2 separate regions of the Mus musculus genome follow, and region 2 is linked to region 1. A link is a contact called in public promoter capture Hi-C data. All regions are on one chromosome and are shown on one strand. The core of a region is the stretch at or near the end of the contact, and the rest is flanking DNA. Distances in the headings are between cores, read along the strand shown.

The links. Promoter capture Hi-C pulls out the DNA fragments that hold promoters and counts their contacts.
Region 2: a contact with region 1 is called in a promoter capture Hi-C map of pre-B cells, with 3 times the contacts expected there. The contact joins the promoter of Rac2 here to the promoter of Bop1 in region 1.

What each region holds. Positions count from the first base shown.
Region 1 is chr15:76,472,661-76,479,783 of GRCm38.p6, forward strand. Bop1 (block of proliferation 1) reads right to left here and starts at 4,589. Exons shown (of 16, transcript NM_013481.2): 1 at 4,469-4,589; 2 at 2,088-2,261. The coding sequence starts at 4,561. Hsf1 (heat shock factor 1) reads left to right here and starts at 4,702. Exons shown (of 13, transcript NM_001331154.1): 1 at 4,702-5,057. The coding sequence starts at 4,941.
Region 2 is chr15:78,568,797-78,575,919 of GRCm38.p6, forward strand. Rac2 (Rac family small GTPase 2) reads right to left here and starts at 3,987. Exons shown (of 7, transcript NM_009008.3): 1 at 3,815-3,987; 2 at 1,936-2,007. The coding sequence starts at 3,849. It overlaps Gm36738 (predicted gene, 36738), which reads right to left. Exons shown (of 2, transcript NR_155437.1): 2 at 5,615-5,876.

The sequences.
Region 1 (7,123 bases), core at 3,339-5,838:
GCTGAGAGAATTCCTGGTCCCAGACACCCACAGCTCCAAACTCCACACTCCACCAGATGGCGCTAACACTTGATCTCCAAGCCTGTCAAGATACTTCCTAGTAGCTAATCTCTGCTATGCCCCAGAGCATACTGCGGACCCCAGCAAGGCATTCTTGCTAGAGGCAACACTAAGTCAGAACTCAGAACTCTCCAGTTAATGTCAGGGCTATTACCTTTTCTTACATTCTTGCATGTCAAAAGTATGAAGCAGTGAGAAAACGGGGTGGGCGATGGGGGTGGAGGGGTTATGATACACAGACGGACAGCACACCATACACATACCTCAACATAAATGTTTTAAAATTTGTTTTATTTTATGTGTATGCATGTTTGCCTGCATGTATGTCTGTGCACTACATGCCTGCTTGGTCCTTGTGGAGGCTAGAAGAGGGCACTGGATCTAAAACTGGAGTGACGGGTGGTTGTGAACTACCATTAGAGGTACTGGCAATCAAACCCAGGTCCTCTGGAAGAACAGAGAGTGTTCTGAACCAGTGAGCCATCTCTGCAGTACTCTCTCAAATATACGCTTTTTAAAAAGCAAAACCGCCCATTATAGTGGCACATGCCTTTAATTCCAGCTCTTGGGAGGCAGAGATGGGTGGATCTCAAGTCCAAGGCCAGCCTGGTCTCCAGAGTGAGCTCCAAAGCTACACAGTGAGACTCTGTCTCAAAAGAAAAAAGAAAGAAAAAAAAAATCAAGTATAGGGGGACAGGTCAACAGACATTAATGGGAAGAAATGGCCACACAGTCACAAATCTACTCAACACCAAATAAGAACAAGACAGCACCACCTGAGGTGTGGTGGAGCTCCTGCCTCCCTCGAAAGATGTCCTGGGATCAAATCCCTAGAACCAGCTGGGCAGAGGTGCCGCACACCTTTAATACCAGCACTTGGGAGGCAAAGGCAGGCGGATTTCTGAGTTCAAGGCCAGCCTGATCTACAGAGTGAGTTCCAGGACAGCCAGGGCTACACAGAGAAACCCTGTCTCGAGGAAAAAAAGAAAAGAAAAACAAAAAACAAAAAAAAACTTCCCTAGAACTCACAGTAAGGACAAGGGAAGGGAGACAGAGAAAGGAGAAGGAAGAAACAGGAAAGGGGGGGGCCGTGGGGGTGGTTATGAGGTCACTGGTGAAGTGGCTCTGGGTAGAGAGAGAGAGAGATCCTGACTCAGTCAAATAAAGTGGCCAGGAATCAAGGAAGATCCAGTATTAAGCCAGGCTCCACTCGTACCCACCCACACACGTGAACGACTCTACTTATACACCAGCCACACCAAAACAAAGCAAACAAGAAACAAATAAGAAACCTACAAAAAAGAGAGAGAGAGAATAGTAAGCCCCCAATCTTACAAAGACCATGGTCAGCACTTCTTCAACCTACCATACCCAGACGATCTAGGCCTGGCTTCTTGGTTTCCAACCTGACAGCAGACATGATTAACCAAGGTCATGATTCCAAAACGACAGGGCCACTGAAGTGTAAACCATTACAAACTAGTTTGCAGAAAGCTTTAAACTGCTGCTGTATTTTAATCAAATTAAACTTTTCTTTCATTTTTATCAAACAAAGAGCAGAATACAGTCTTCCCCATCAGTACAGCAAACAACTGCCTCAGCTTCCAAGGCCCACGGGCAGCTATGCTGGCCTCTGGTCTCTCCTGCTTTTTCTGCTGAACATCCTCCCTCGCAAACACGTACCACTGGCACCCCTAGCAGGAGCATCCCATCTCAGGCTCTGTCTCTAGAAAACTCAAGACGATCCCTAGACCAGTGTCAGCCCGTTGTCCCATAGAGGTGGTCTGAGAATTGTCTGACGAGCAAAGACATGAGCACGTGGGCATTCGTCATTCTCAGGAAAGGCACAGACAACTGAGGTTACAAACCCTGGAGCTCAAATGTGTGACGAGGGACGGATAGAGGACCAGGTTCCCGAGGACACCACGAAGGGGACAGTGTGAAGCGGACAGCTCCCAGGCAGGCACTTCCTCTTTCTGGCCATCCTCATGTGCAGGAGAGCCCATGGAAGCTGGTCCCTCACCCACCTGTGCCAGCTCCTCAGAGGTCTCCTCTGCCCTATGGTTGTCTTCGTCACCGCTGGATCCGGCCACTCCTTCAGTGTCTTCCTCACTCGAGTCACTGCCCAAATCTTCGAGGCCTGAAAACACACTCTCCTCGCTGTCAGAGAGACTGGAGTCAGGATCGCTGAGGAGAGGAGGCTGCAAGGAATCAGAGGGTTTAATAACTGCCACCTGGAAGCAGGTGCCTCTGGTCACACACTTCCGTCTGCGCCGAAACCACTCACCCGGCCTGGAACCCTCCTCCTCTCCTGCCTCTGTGGACAGAACCTGCCCTCGGAGCAGACACACCAGTCCCCAGAGCCGTGCAACAAACAGAGGGAACCTTTCAAGAACACACTGGCTTTGTGGGGATCAGTTTCTTCTCACTGTGCCACCAAAACCAAGTTTCCTCCACGGACACACTCCACACCCTACTGTCACCTAAGGGTCCTGAAACTGACACCAGCTTGGAATGGGACCCTGGGCCTGGGGGGGATTAGAACTCCCTGGAGGCTCTGACCAGCTGCAACAGGAGGCTTCTTTACCCTGACGACCAGGACCAAGCCCTGACGGACAAGTCGGAAAGCTGAAGATTAGCAAGATAAGCCTATGTGTTGGTTTGAATGACAAGAGCCCCCCACCCCCCTATACGCTCATACATTTGAATGTTTGGTTCCCAGGGGATGGATTGCTGAAGAAAAATTAGGAGGCGTTGGTAGGTCACTGGGCGTGGGCTCTGAGGCTTCAAAAATCCACATCAAGCCTAGAATCCCTCCCTCTTCCTCTCTCCCAGCTCATCAAGATATAAGAGAAGCTCTTAATTGCTGCTCCAGCACAATACTCTCTGCCATGGTGGTCAAGGACCAACCCGCTAAAACTGCAAGCAAGCTTCCAAGTAAGCTCTTCCTTTGATAAGGTGCCTTGGTCTTGGTGTTTCATCCCAGTGCCAGACAAACAAACCATCTGCTGTCTTTTTTTTTTTTTTTTTGAACAGAGAATCCTGTGAGTACAGCCCTAGAGGCCACTTTACAACGAACACAATAAGACATTCAAGCATTGTGAACAGTTTTCTATCACTGACCTCCAAAAGTTGAACAAGTACTTGAACACTGGAGGAAGCATGTGACTGCACCTAGTACTCACACTGTAGACCAAGCTGACCTCGAACTAACGGAGGTCATCTGTCTCTGTCTTCTGAGTGCTGGGATTAAAGATGGGTGCCAATGCCGCTGGCTAGTTCTTGTCTACCTGAGTGGCCTTCGCTGCCAATCATCACAGTGATCACCTGAGTTTCCATAGATGTCACACTGACATTCTCTTATTATTGACATCTCTAAAACTACGCTACTTGTCATACTAACAAGTAAAAGTACTGCACGCAGTTAGGGCATAAACAACTGACTATTAAAGGCTTACTGCCTAGAACTACACAGAGGGAAAAGCTTAGGGGCGTTTCATAAAACAAAGGGACAACTTACGTAGTGGTTCTCAACCAGTGGGTCACAATCCCTCTGGGGCGAGCAACCCTTTCATAGACTATCCTGCATATCAAATAATTACGATTCATAACAGTAGCAAAATTACAGTTATGTTTTCTTTTTGGTTTTTTCGAGACAGGGTTTCTCTGTGTAGCCCTGGCTGTCCTGGCACTCACTTTGTAGACCAGACTGGCCTCGAACTCAGAAATCCACCTGCCTCTGCCTCCCAAGTGCTGGGATTAAAGGCGTGTGCCACCACCACCCGGCAAAATTACAGTTATGAAGTAGCAGCGAAAATGATTTTGTAGTTGGGAAATCACCGCAACACGAGGAACCGTATTAAAAGGGCCACAGCATTAGGAAAGTTGAGAACTTTGAGGATCCAATTCAGTGGAGTCAGCTGTGCATGCCTTCTACCACCTACATTTGATGAATGTAGCAAGCCTACTGAGCTTAGCAACATGGACTAGCAATGGTTCCATGACAACCAGTTCTGGATGCCCTGGGTTCCAATCAGACTTCCATAATCTCAAGTCCTCTTTTGATTCACAACACACCTGACATGCTGGCTTGGTAGCACAGCACGAGCGCAATTACAACCTTTCCCAGGACAGGAAGCACAGATGGAAGGTCCAGAGACTATGGTGAGGGGACTCTTAAAGGTCTCTCCCTTAACACGGTTCAAGCCACAGAACTATCCCCCGGGTTCCAGCGCCCCTCGGCGCAAGTAATGTTCTGCTGAGAGTTCCAAAATAACAGCCCAGACTGGACGATCAGGCTCTAGGCGACCCACACGACACTACACGCTGCGCCACGGCCCGGCCTCCCTGGTCTTGCCAAGTGCCTGCATGGTTCCCAGAGGGATGCTGTCCGCTACTTGGAAGTTACCTCTTGTATCTGCAGCTCCTGATCAGGTTCCAAACGTCGTTTCCCCGGCAGCGATGCCGGTGACATGTGGGGCTTACCACACGCCCCCGCCATGCTGCGCCGCGCCGGCTACCGATCTACTGCCGCTTCCGGCAGCGGGAGCGCCTCGTGTGCCCCCAGCCAGGCTCCGCCCTACCAGGCTCTGATTGGTGAGCAGCCCGGGTGAAGCCATCTTGCGCAGGCGTAGGGTGCGGCGCAAGGGCTGGGCCGGCAAAGTAGGCAGGGGAGATCACGGCGCCTGCGCACAGAGGCTACAGGTCTGGCCCTAGCGAGAGCGCGCCGGTCGCAAGATGGCTGCGGCCATGCGAGGCCTTGCTGTGTGTGCGCAGCGGGCGGCGGAGCGGCCCGGACGGCAGGGGCAGCGACGACACTAGCTCAGCCTTCAGCCACTCTTCTAAAAGGCCACCCCAGCCTCTGCCTGCTTTCGTCCGAGATGGATCTGGCCGTGGGCCCCGGTGCAGCGGGGCCCAGCAACGTCCCGGCCTTCCTAACCAAGCTGTGGACCCTCGTGAGCGACCCGGACACAGACGCGCTCATCTGCTGGAGCCCGGTAGGAGCTGGCATGGGCCGGAGCGGCCTTCGAGGGAGGGTCCTGTGGCGGGAGGGGACCTGCTTCGGAGAAAGCGGCCTGCGAGTTAGTCGGGCTCGCCCGGGTTCAGCCATCCTGGCATCCTAGAGGGAGGACGCCGCTGTCTGGGGAGGAAGTGCGCCCCGCCCCCAGAGCCACTCACGGAGAGTAGGCCGAGACCCCAAATCATCCTACATTTCACCCGGACAATAAGGACGGGGCTTCCAGTACAGGGTCTTTGCTCACAGAGAAATAGTTCCCAGAGTCCGTCTGCGTTTCTGCTTTTTAGGCAATCATTCAGAATAAGTGGAAGGCCTAAGGAATGCATGAGAGAAGAGCGAGAATAGGAGGATGTGGAGCCTAAGCTCAGCCCCGATAGTCTCCAGACGCCAGAGCAGTTTTGCCCGGCCCTCCAAGGGCCGTGTCGAACCCTGTTCTGTTGCCTGGCAGCGGACTGTGTACACCGCACACCCTGCTGGCCCTGCATCTCTGGCTGGCTTGCAGAGGTCGTTCCGTGTTTGTGTTAAGTTGGAAAGTAGAATCTGCTGTTCACATGTGGATTCTGAGGGCCAGAGCGCGCAGAGCTAGCCGATGGTGGTGGCCTGAAGACAGGCCACCCTGATTCAATGGGAACCTTTGGAGGGATGGAGGCGGCTAGGTGCCACCACCTTGACCTTCTGCAAGCCAAATCTGGCGGGTCTCTCGGTCTCTGCGGAGCACTGCCCCCTCGCACAAGTTTCTTAAGCTGGCAAGAATGGAGAAAAGGCCTGGGTGGCAGATGGAGGCCAAGGCTTCTGGCTCTCAGTTGCCTGTTTGTTTAAACTCTGCTCTGCCTAAAGGGTGTTTTGGGAATAAAGAGAAGACTAGAAAGCACGGAACTTCACTTTTCACGAGACGGTCTTTGTGATTATCCCATGGGCTATCCGTGGGCCGCGTTGTTTTCCTGAATGCCATATTCAGTTCACAGCCTGTCCTGGATTTCATACACCTGGGCAGAGAGTATGATCTTACCTTTCTATCTTTCCCCAATTTACCCCCCTCTGTTTTCTTTGACTGAAGGGGAGCTTTCTTACCTAGGTCCAGTAGGACTACCAGGTAGCCTCTGGAATAGTCTGAGCTTAATCCTATTAGGAAGATCCATCCTGTCTGCTGTTTCTGCTTATAGATTGGTACAAATGTGGGCGAGGTGTCAGTGTAGGTTCTTCCAGGACAGGGTGTTCTGATGAGGGCCTCTCAGTGTGAGGATGGAGCTGATCTGCCCTGTCACCTCCTTCCATCCACACAGCTGCAACTCATCTGTGAGCCTTGTTAGCGTGCTGGGAGTCATGGGCAAGTAGTCTGTACTGAGCAGCAGTGGACTGCTATAAGACACGCTGTAAGCAGTGGAGCTGGTATAAGAGACGGTGGTCAGTGGGAGCTGGCATGACCCTGAGTACAAAAAACAAGCTCTGACGTAGAAGTAGAAAAAAGAAAACCCTTGTCTAGGCCATCCAGGGACAGCAGAGCTTCTTGGATCTGGCTGTCTGTTCACAGGTAGGAATTCATGCTCCTGACCCGTGGCCTGTGGGGCATGTACATTGTCTTGGTAGCCTCTTAACAGCATTCCCTGCGGGCCCACTGATCAGGAAGTTTGAGGTCCACATTCTTACTCAAACTTGCAGATAAAAATTGTCTTACCCTTCTCAGGCATATCCTCCTCCTTGAGGGGCCAGGGAGCCTGTCTAGCCCCAAAAGTCTTTGAGCTTTGCTCGGTTCGGCTCCTCATTCCTGCTACAGGAGACAGAACAGATCTCTACCTTTCTCCAGTTCCATGGTTCCACTCCCCGTCCCCGGCCCGCCTTCAGTTACAGGTGCTCCACAAGAACCTCAGGCCATCCAGAGGGTTCCTCAGTCAGGTCCCACGGGACAGCACACCCTTGACCAGATTTAGGATCCCAGTAAGATCCCTGCAGGCGCGTGAACGTGGGTGTGGATGGTCCTCTCTCAGTAGGCTTCTCTTTTTACCCTGTACCAAAGGTGCCTCCAGATTCCGTGCCCAGAGATGCAAC
Region 2 (7,123 bases), core at 2,737-5,236, 2.1 Mb after region 1:
CCCTAACACTTGACATAGAACCATTCTCGGGCAGGTGTCCCCATCTGAGAATATGTGTGCCAACCTCATTGGAAGAAAGTTCATCTCAGAGGAGGAAGTCCCAGTGACAGCCCGGCCCCAGCTACCACCTGAACAGGACATGGTGATTGATCGTGGACAGACCTGAGGGCCCTCGGCACCTGACCGGCTGGCCAGCAGTGCGGTCTGTCATGGGCCGCTAGGACACTGGAAAGCCTCTGACTTCCACCTCCCACCTCCTCACAGGGACACTGCTTCCCAAGGCTTGGATCTCCCAGTCCAGGGCTTGCCTCTGGTAGAAAAGGAAACTGAGCTCGTGGGCTCAGAGGAAGAGTGAGTGCTTGGAAATCCTTGAGCAAGTGGGTTCTCGGGGCTGCCTGAGCAGGTAAAGGCAGGCTAGGGCCTTGACTCAGGGACAAGAACAGCATCAGCACACCTGGTGACAGTGACCTTCAGCCATAATCCCCTTTGATCCTGTTCTTGCTCAGGTCTAGCCTCAGTCCTCTCTGACTTATAAGCCTAATGGCAGGAGTCATTCATGCTTTGTGTACCAGGGAAGTTTTTAGTCTTCATTCAAATCAGGATGCAGTTGGGCAGAAATCGGTGTCCAGCTGCCTGCCCAGCCCCTCTGGCTGCCCCCTGCTGGGTCCTTCAGCTTAGCCAGGTATTAGAGGCAGCTGAATCCTCTGTTCCAGAAAGGGATCCCTATAGAGCCGGACTAGGGACTTGGAGCGGAGCCTTGGTTTGGCACTGGTTGGGTGGTGGCTCCTTTGATAGTGTGGGAAGCTTTGGGCTCAGGATACTATCCCTCTGTATATCTCTGCTTTCTACTCCAGGCAGGGCTTCCATGAAGATAAAAATGAAGGCCCCGGTGAGATACTGAAGGCAGACAGGCTGAGTGACCCAGGGGGACAAGCCTCATAGCTGCTATTGGCTATTGGCCATCAGGATATTGTAACACCCATTTCCCTTGAGGACCCAATGCAATCACTAGTGTGGTATCCTGTACAGGGCCACCAACCCAAAGGCATTCTAACTAGATGCTAGTGGTGAAGACTTCTCTGGATCTCGTCACCTCGAGGCACAGATATCACTTATGAGACATATGTATATTACACAATGTATCAACCACTTTCTTGAGAAGCCAAGGCCTTCTCAACATATGGGTCCTTGGTCTTGAGAGAGAGCTGGCAAGCTCCTCTGGCGATTGACAGGCCTTTAGCCTTGAAGGCTTCCAGGAGGGCACCATGGATAGGCCTGGAGGGTGTAGGTATGAGAATGAGACAGGAAATCACCCTAGGGCATTTCTGGCAGGGAGAAGAGCTGGTGCAAAGGTCCTGCGGTAGGTTTGCCTAAGGATCGTTGATCCAATAAAGCAAAACAGTGGGTAACATCTCTAGAAGGGAAGATTGGGGGATACTTGAAGAGCTTGAAATCTATGCAGGAAGCTGGGGAGCTGCTCTGTGAGTATGGGGATGCTCTGAGACTCTTCTGACACCTGCGGACTCCTTGTGTATCATGTGGGAGCGGATGGCTACATCCTGCACCAGAAGATAGGCTTCCCACAGACCACAGCTAGCACTGTGCCCACCCCAGCACACGGGTCCCCAGACACTGCTGCTAAGTTTCTGAGGTACTCTTCCTCCCTCACCTCCATAGCCCATCTCCACCCCTCTTTCTCCTCCTGGCTGGCTTGAAGGACATATTCCTTCCTGTCCTTTTACGCCTTCCCACCCCACAGTCCCTCTGCCTTCTGGAGCCTCTGCCTCCTTAGCATACATTCTAAGACTTAGCATAAGTCACTGCGTTGCATGTCGGATCACCAGCCAGCTTCCCCACAATGGAGAGTCTCTCTAGCCTTACCAGCCTACTTGGTCTCAGGCCCCCACAGGGGACAGCCCCCAAGAAGCCACTCACACAGTGGGGATGTATTCTCCAGGGAAGGCGTTGGTGGTGTAGCTGATGAGAAGACACGTCTTGCCCACGGCTCTGAAAGACAAGAGACAAGATGCAGGAGAGACCAAGGTCATAGCTCCCCTTCACCAAGGTCAAGATGAAGGGGAGGCGGGAACTGTACTCAGGCTCCAGTCTCCCAATCCCAGACACCCCATACCAGTGTGCTCTACCCCGTGCAGTGCCCATAAAGAACCTGACTTCAGTCTTAGCCATGGGTGTGAGCCACACATCTGAGGAGAACTCCAGTACTGTACATGTACCAGTGTGTGGGATACAGGTGATAGGCACAGATGACCATGGGGCCGAACAGAGGACCCTGGAGAGCTGGGTAAGACTGTCACGTGTCTCTCTTAAGCTTCAGATCCTGCCTCCATCATTTGCCATCTACACAACTTTGCAAGTCACCTAAGCACCTTGTACCTCAGTTTCCCCATGTAGACAACAAGGACAAGCCCATCTTCCCAGTAAAATAACTGATACTTCTAAGACACTGAACCCGGTGCCATAGAAGTGGCACCAACTAATGACTGTTAGGGACTGCCCATCGCCCCTCTTTGAAGTCAGAGGGGCCTGGGTTCAAATCCTCTGCCTCCAAGGCAGGTTATGTAACTTTTCGGAGTTTTGGTCTTTCCCACCTGTAAAACGAACTCTGTGATGGTAAGTAGGGTTGGTGGAAGACAGATCATACAGAGAGCCACAGCCCGGTGACCACATACAAAAGAGAAATGGGATAAATGGAGATGACCACCATTTAAGCTATCTCCCTGCCAAGCTGGGAGGTCACCCAGGTCATTCAGCAGGAAGCTGAGAGGCCAGAGGGACAGCTCCGGGCCTTCCCCAGTACAATTCCGTTAAGTCACTTCCCACTCGAGGAGGTTGCTCTGCTGTCCCTGCCCCCTAAACCTCTGCCCTCAAGCCCCAGCCTGCCACCCAGGTAACTTTGAATGCATAGAATCATTGACTTCCGGCCCTCCGTGTCCGCCCCCTCCTCCCCCAGATCAGACACAAAGCAGAAGTGAGCAGAGCAGCTGCCACAGATAACGGCTGACACCCTAGCGCGGTGGCGGCTGCAGCAGCGACCAAGTCGGACCTAGTCAGCTGAGGAGGTAGATAGCCTATGCCACCAGCAGAGCCAAAGTGTGTGTGACCTTGGGACCTAAGCCAGGAAAGGTCTCCAGGCCTCAGCCCCTCCCCGTTTCGAACTGAAGATGGCTGTCTAGTACATGTGAGGATGGATCTAGCGGGACCCAAGATAGACTTGAGGACTGCACCCTAATGTGTCGGAATATATGGGAGACACATGAAGAAACTCAGGCCTTGGGTTATGAGAGCCTGTGGTCCCAAGATCTGACAATGACTATCAGACTTTAGCAGGGCTGCAGCCAGCCTGCCCTCTGGAGTCCTTAAGAGCAGAGGCTGGACTGAGAGTCAGAAAGCTTGGAGATTGCCAGAAGTCCCCTAGGCCCAGCAAGACAGCAACTAGAGCCTGGGCCAGCCTGGGAAACAAAGGTCCGAAGGGCAAGCTGCTGATTTCCCTCCTCGTACCTGTACCCTGAACTGATGCTGGCCCGGTAGGAGCCCTGTCCCAGCTCTCAGGGTACAGGCAAATAGCAGCACCCCACCCACAGTCCAGGCCCTCCACCCAAGTAGCTTCCGGAGTGGGGTAGGCTGAAGGACAGGGAGCAGTCCAGACCCACCCCAAATGTTCCTTGTAAGCCCTTACAAGGAAAGGAAGCGACTTTCCCCAGAACCTCCTGGGAGCCCTGAATCTGTGGGTGTACCAGGGAGGATCTCAGAGGCATCCTGGTAGGGGTGGGAGACAACTCAGCCAGGTACTTACCCATCACCCACCACCACACACTTGATGGCCTGCATTGCATCTGAGGCCCAGCAGCCAGGGATGACAGTTGGGGGCCAGGAGCGTTGCTGTGGACACCAGTGGTATGGAGTGGCTAGGAGGTACCCGGCAGTGAGGAGCAGCACCCCAGCTCAAGAGGCGGGAGGAAACGGAAGAGGAACTTACCCAAGCTGCTGCCCCACAGCCTTGAGGGGGTGGAGCATGCGGTCTGGAAGAGGACCTGGGGCCCCACAGGTGCTAGGTTGGGCCCAGGCCACCAAGGGCACTTGACTTAGGCTCCAAAGGGAACCCAGGCACCCTAGAGAATTGAAGATTCACTTCCTAAGCCAGGGCAGGGACAAAGTTGCTCTCGAAGAATCTGCATCCTCCAAGAAGTCAGTTGGCCTGACTCCCATGGGCAAACACTTGAGTGCCTACTGTGTATCAGGCATTGTGTTGGGAGCTGGTGACTCTAAAATGCAGGAAGCCAGGTTGTCCTGGAGTTCCTGCTCTGTAGAGAAGGCAAACCACACCACAGGTGCTGTGAGCAAGGCAGGAGACATGGGCCAAGGGAGAGCTACAGAGTGACCTCAGAGTCACCAGCAGGGAAAACTGGTGGCTATGACGTGTGATGTCAAACAAAGTTGGCCCGGGGGGGGGGGGTGCTGCCTAAGCAAGGGCCAGTGTGTAGAGAGAAGGCAAAGGAGGGGGAGGGAAAGAGAGAAGGGAAGAGGTAGAGGAGAGGGGAGAAAAGGAGGAAGGGGAGGAAGGGGGGAAATTGGGAGGGGAGGAAGTGGAGGAAAAGGGGGAGGAGGAGGAAGGAGAGGAGGGAGGATAGGGAAAAGGGAAGGAGTTGGAAGAGAAGGAAGAAGAGGAGTAGTGAGAGGAGGAGGAGGAGGAGGAGGAGTGAGAGGAGGAGGAGGAGGAGGAGGAGGAGGAGGAGGAGGAGGAGGAGGAGGAGGAGGAGGAGGAGGAAGAGTCAGGGACAGATGCAGTAGAGCAAGCTGGTAGAAGTTTGGCAAGTCCAAACCTTCTCACAGCATGGTGCAATCTAAGCTTTCAGGAAGCTGAGACAAAGGGATTGCTGGGAGCTTGAGTCCAGGATTCAGAGTGAGAGTTCCAAGGCAGCCAGAGCCATCGAGCGATACAGCAAGATCCTAGCTGGGAAACCACTCCAAACCGAAAATCCTACCTACAAACTGTCGTAGGCTTCTTGCCGTTTTGATGATATCAACTACACTCGCCTTGTGTTGGGCATTTGTGTTTATAAGTGTTTGGTTGGGTGTTTGTGTTTGCAGGTGTTTTGTTGGGCATTTGTGTTTTTAGTTGTTTATTGGACTTTTGGGTTTCCTATTACACAAGTTACTATTTGTGTATTTGTCCATTTCTCTACTGGAGTATTTTTTCCCCTCATATTTATTTGGAGAAGTTCGGTGTTTGATTTTTCAAGTGTGAATTGCTATAACCGTTTCATAGTTCATTTCCAGTATGTGGAATTATTTTTTTTGAAGCTGTGATATTTATAAAGGTTTATTTGTATGTGGTCAACTTTAATTTTTCTTCCCTAATGATTGATACTCTTTGAGTGATTCTTTCTTAAGCATTCCTATGCAATTTCACAAAGATATTCTACAAAGTGTGTACAGTTTCTGTCTACAGACAGTGACCTTGATACACAGAGTGGATTTTAGATGACAAAGGGGCTGCTAGTAGGTTTTGTGAGATGTTGATTTGATTTCTCTAGGGCTTTCTTAGTTTCTATTCCTATCACTATGAAAAAAAAATACTCCGACCACAGCGACAGAAGGGAGAAAGGGTTTATTCTGGTTCATGGTTCAAGGTTAGAATCCATCACAGTGGGGAAGTCGTCAGAGTAGCAGGAGCTTGGAGCAGCTGGTTGCCCACAATCAGGAAACAACGATGAGCGCATTGCTGCTCAGATCCTTTCTTCATTTAACACAATGCAGTTTCCCAGCCTACAGGATGGTGCCACCCACAGTGGGCTGATCTTCCCACCTCAAATCGATGTGCTCCAGATGTCTTTCTCCCAGGTGACTCTGTCGTGCTGACAATGGACACAGACCATCATCCCAGAGTGCCATCTATTAAACAAAGTTCTACCTATCTTTTCCCAGTGAATGGGCAGTCAAGAAGCCTCGTGGACCAAGACTGTCACCTGCAAACCAAACCTTGGCCCCTTTCTCTGCTAGTCCTCCCATCCACCCAGGGGCTGACACAAGCCTGCTTCAGTTACCCCAGCTCCAAGCCTAGGAGAAACGTGCCTCTCTTACATTCCTTCAGGATTGTTCTAGTGTTTGATGAATCTCTGCTCTTCCATCTACACTGTGGAATAAGCTCAAGCAAATGACATAAGAGTCCTGGGCTGTCCTGCGTTCAACCTGCAGCAGCGAGTAGGGACCTGACATCCTTGTGATAGTCATTCTGTCTGCCTGTTAGCATCTTCACCTTCTCCTTTATATCTTTCAATAAAATTTTACCATTTCCTCCCAGAAAGGTCAGGCACCTTTCTCAAAAGATTCACTTCTTGCTTCCTTATTACTCTCAGCACTACTGTAGCTAATAATTCTCAAATTGAATTTCCTTGCCACTCCTTGGATGAAGGGGAAATGTCAGCCTTTGCATATTGGATTTGTGTATGTGGAAACCTGGCACAAAGAGAGACCCATGGCTGCTTTTAAAATGGAAAATGTATTTGTGTGCGTGCCCACGCACACACCCATGGAAGTCGCCGGTTCTCTCCTTCCACCATGTGGGACCCTGGGGATCAGACTCAGGTCATCAGACTTGGCAGGAAGTTCTTTCCCCTCTGAGCCTCCTTGCTGGCTCTTGCTACAGATACCTTGAAATTTGCTAACAAACCTGACAGTGGACAGAGGAAAGTTTTATCACTAGTTGGTTTTTTTGTTTGTTTGCTTGCTTGTTTTTTGTTTTTTTTAAGTGACAGTGTTCTTCCTCTTAATGTTATAATAGTCATTCCTTGGCTTGTTTGGGCTCTTTACGGGAAGGTTGCATAAGCCCACAGTGCTAGGCGTGGAGCCTCAGTCCTGGCCTGAACAAGGCGCTTCTGATGTCTTAACATGAAACATGAGAGAGCTGTTGCCCATTACCTCTGCTTGCCACTGCTCCTCCTAACAGTGGCTTCAGTTTTCATTCTGTTCACCGAACACTTTTCCATATGAACGGAGATGCTACAGAGAACAATATTTTCTGATGTGCTGTCTGTCACCCTGCTTAAACAGTCCTGACAATCTGTTTGGCTGTCCCCTCCCCACAATACTCTCACTCTGCCTC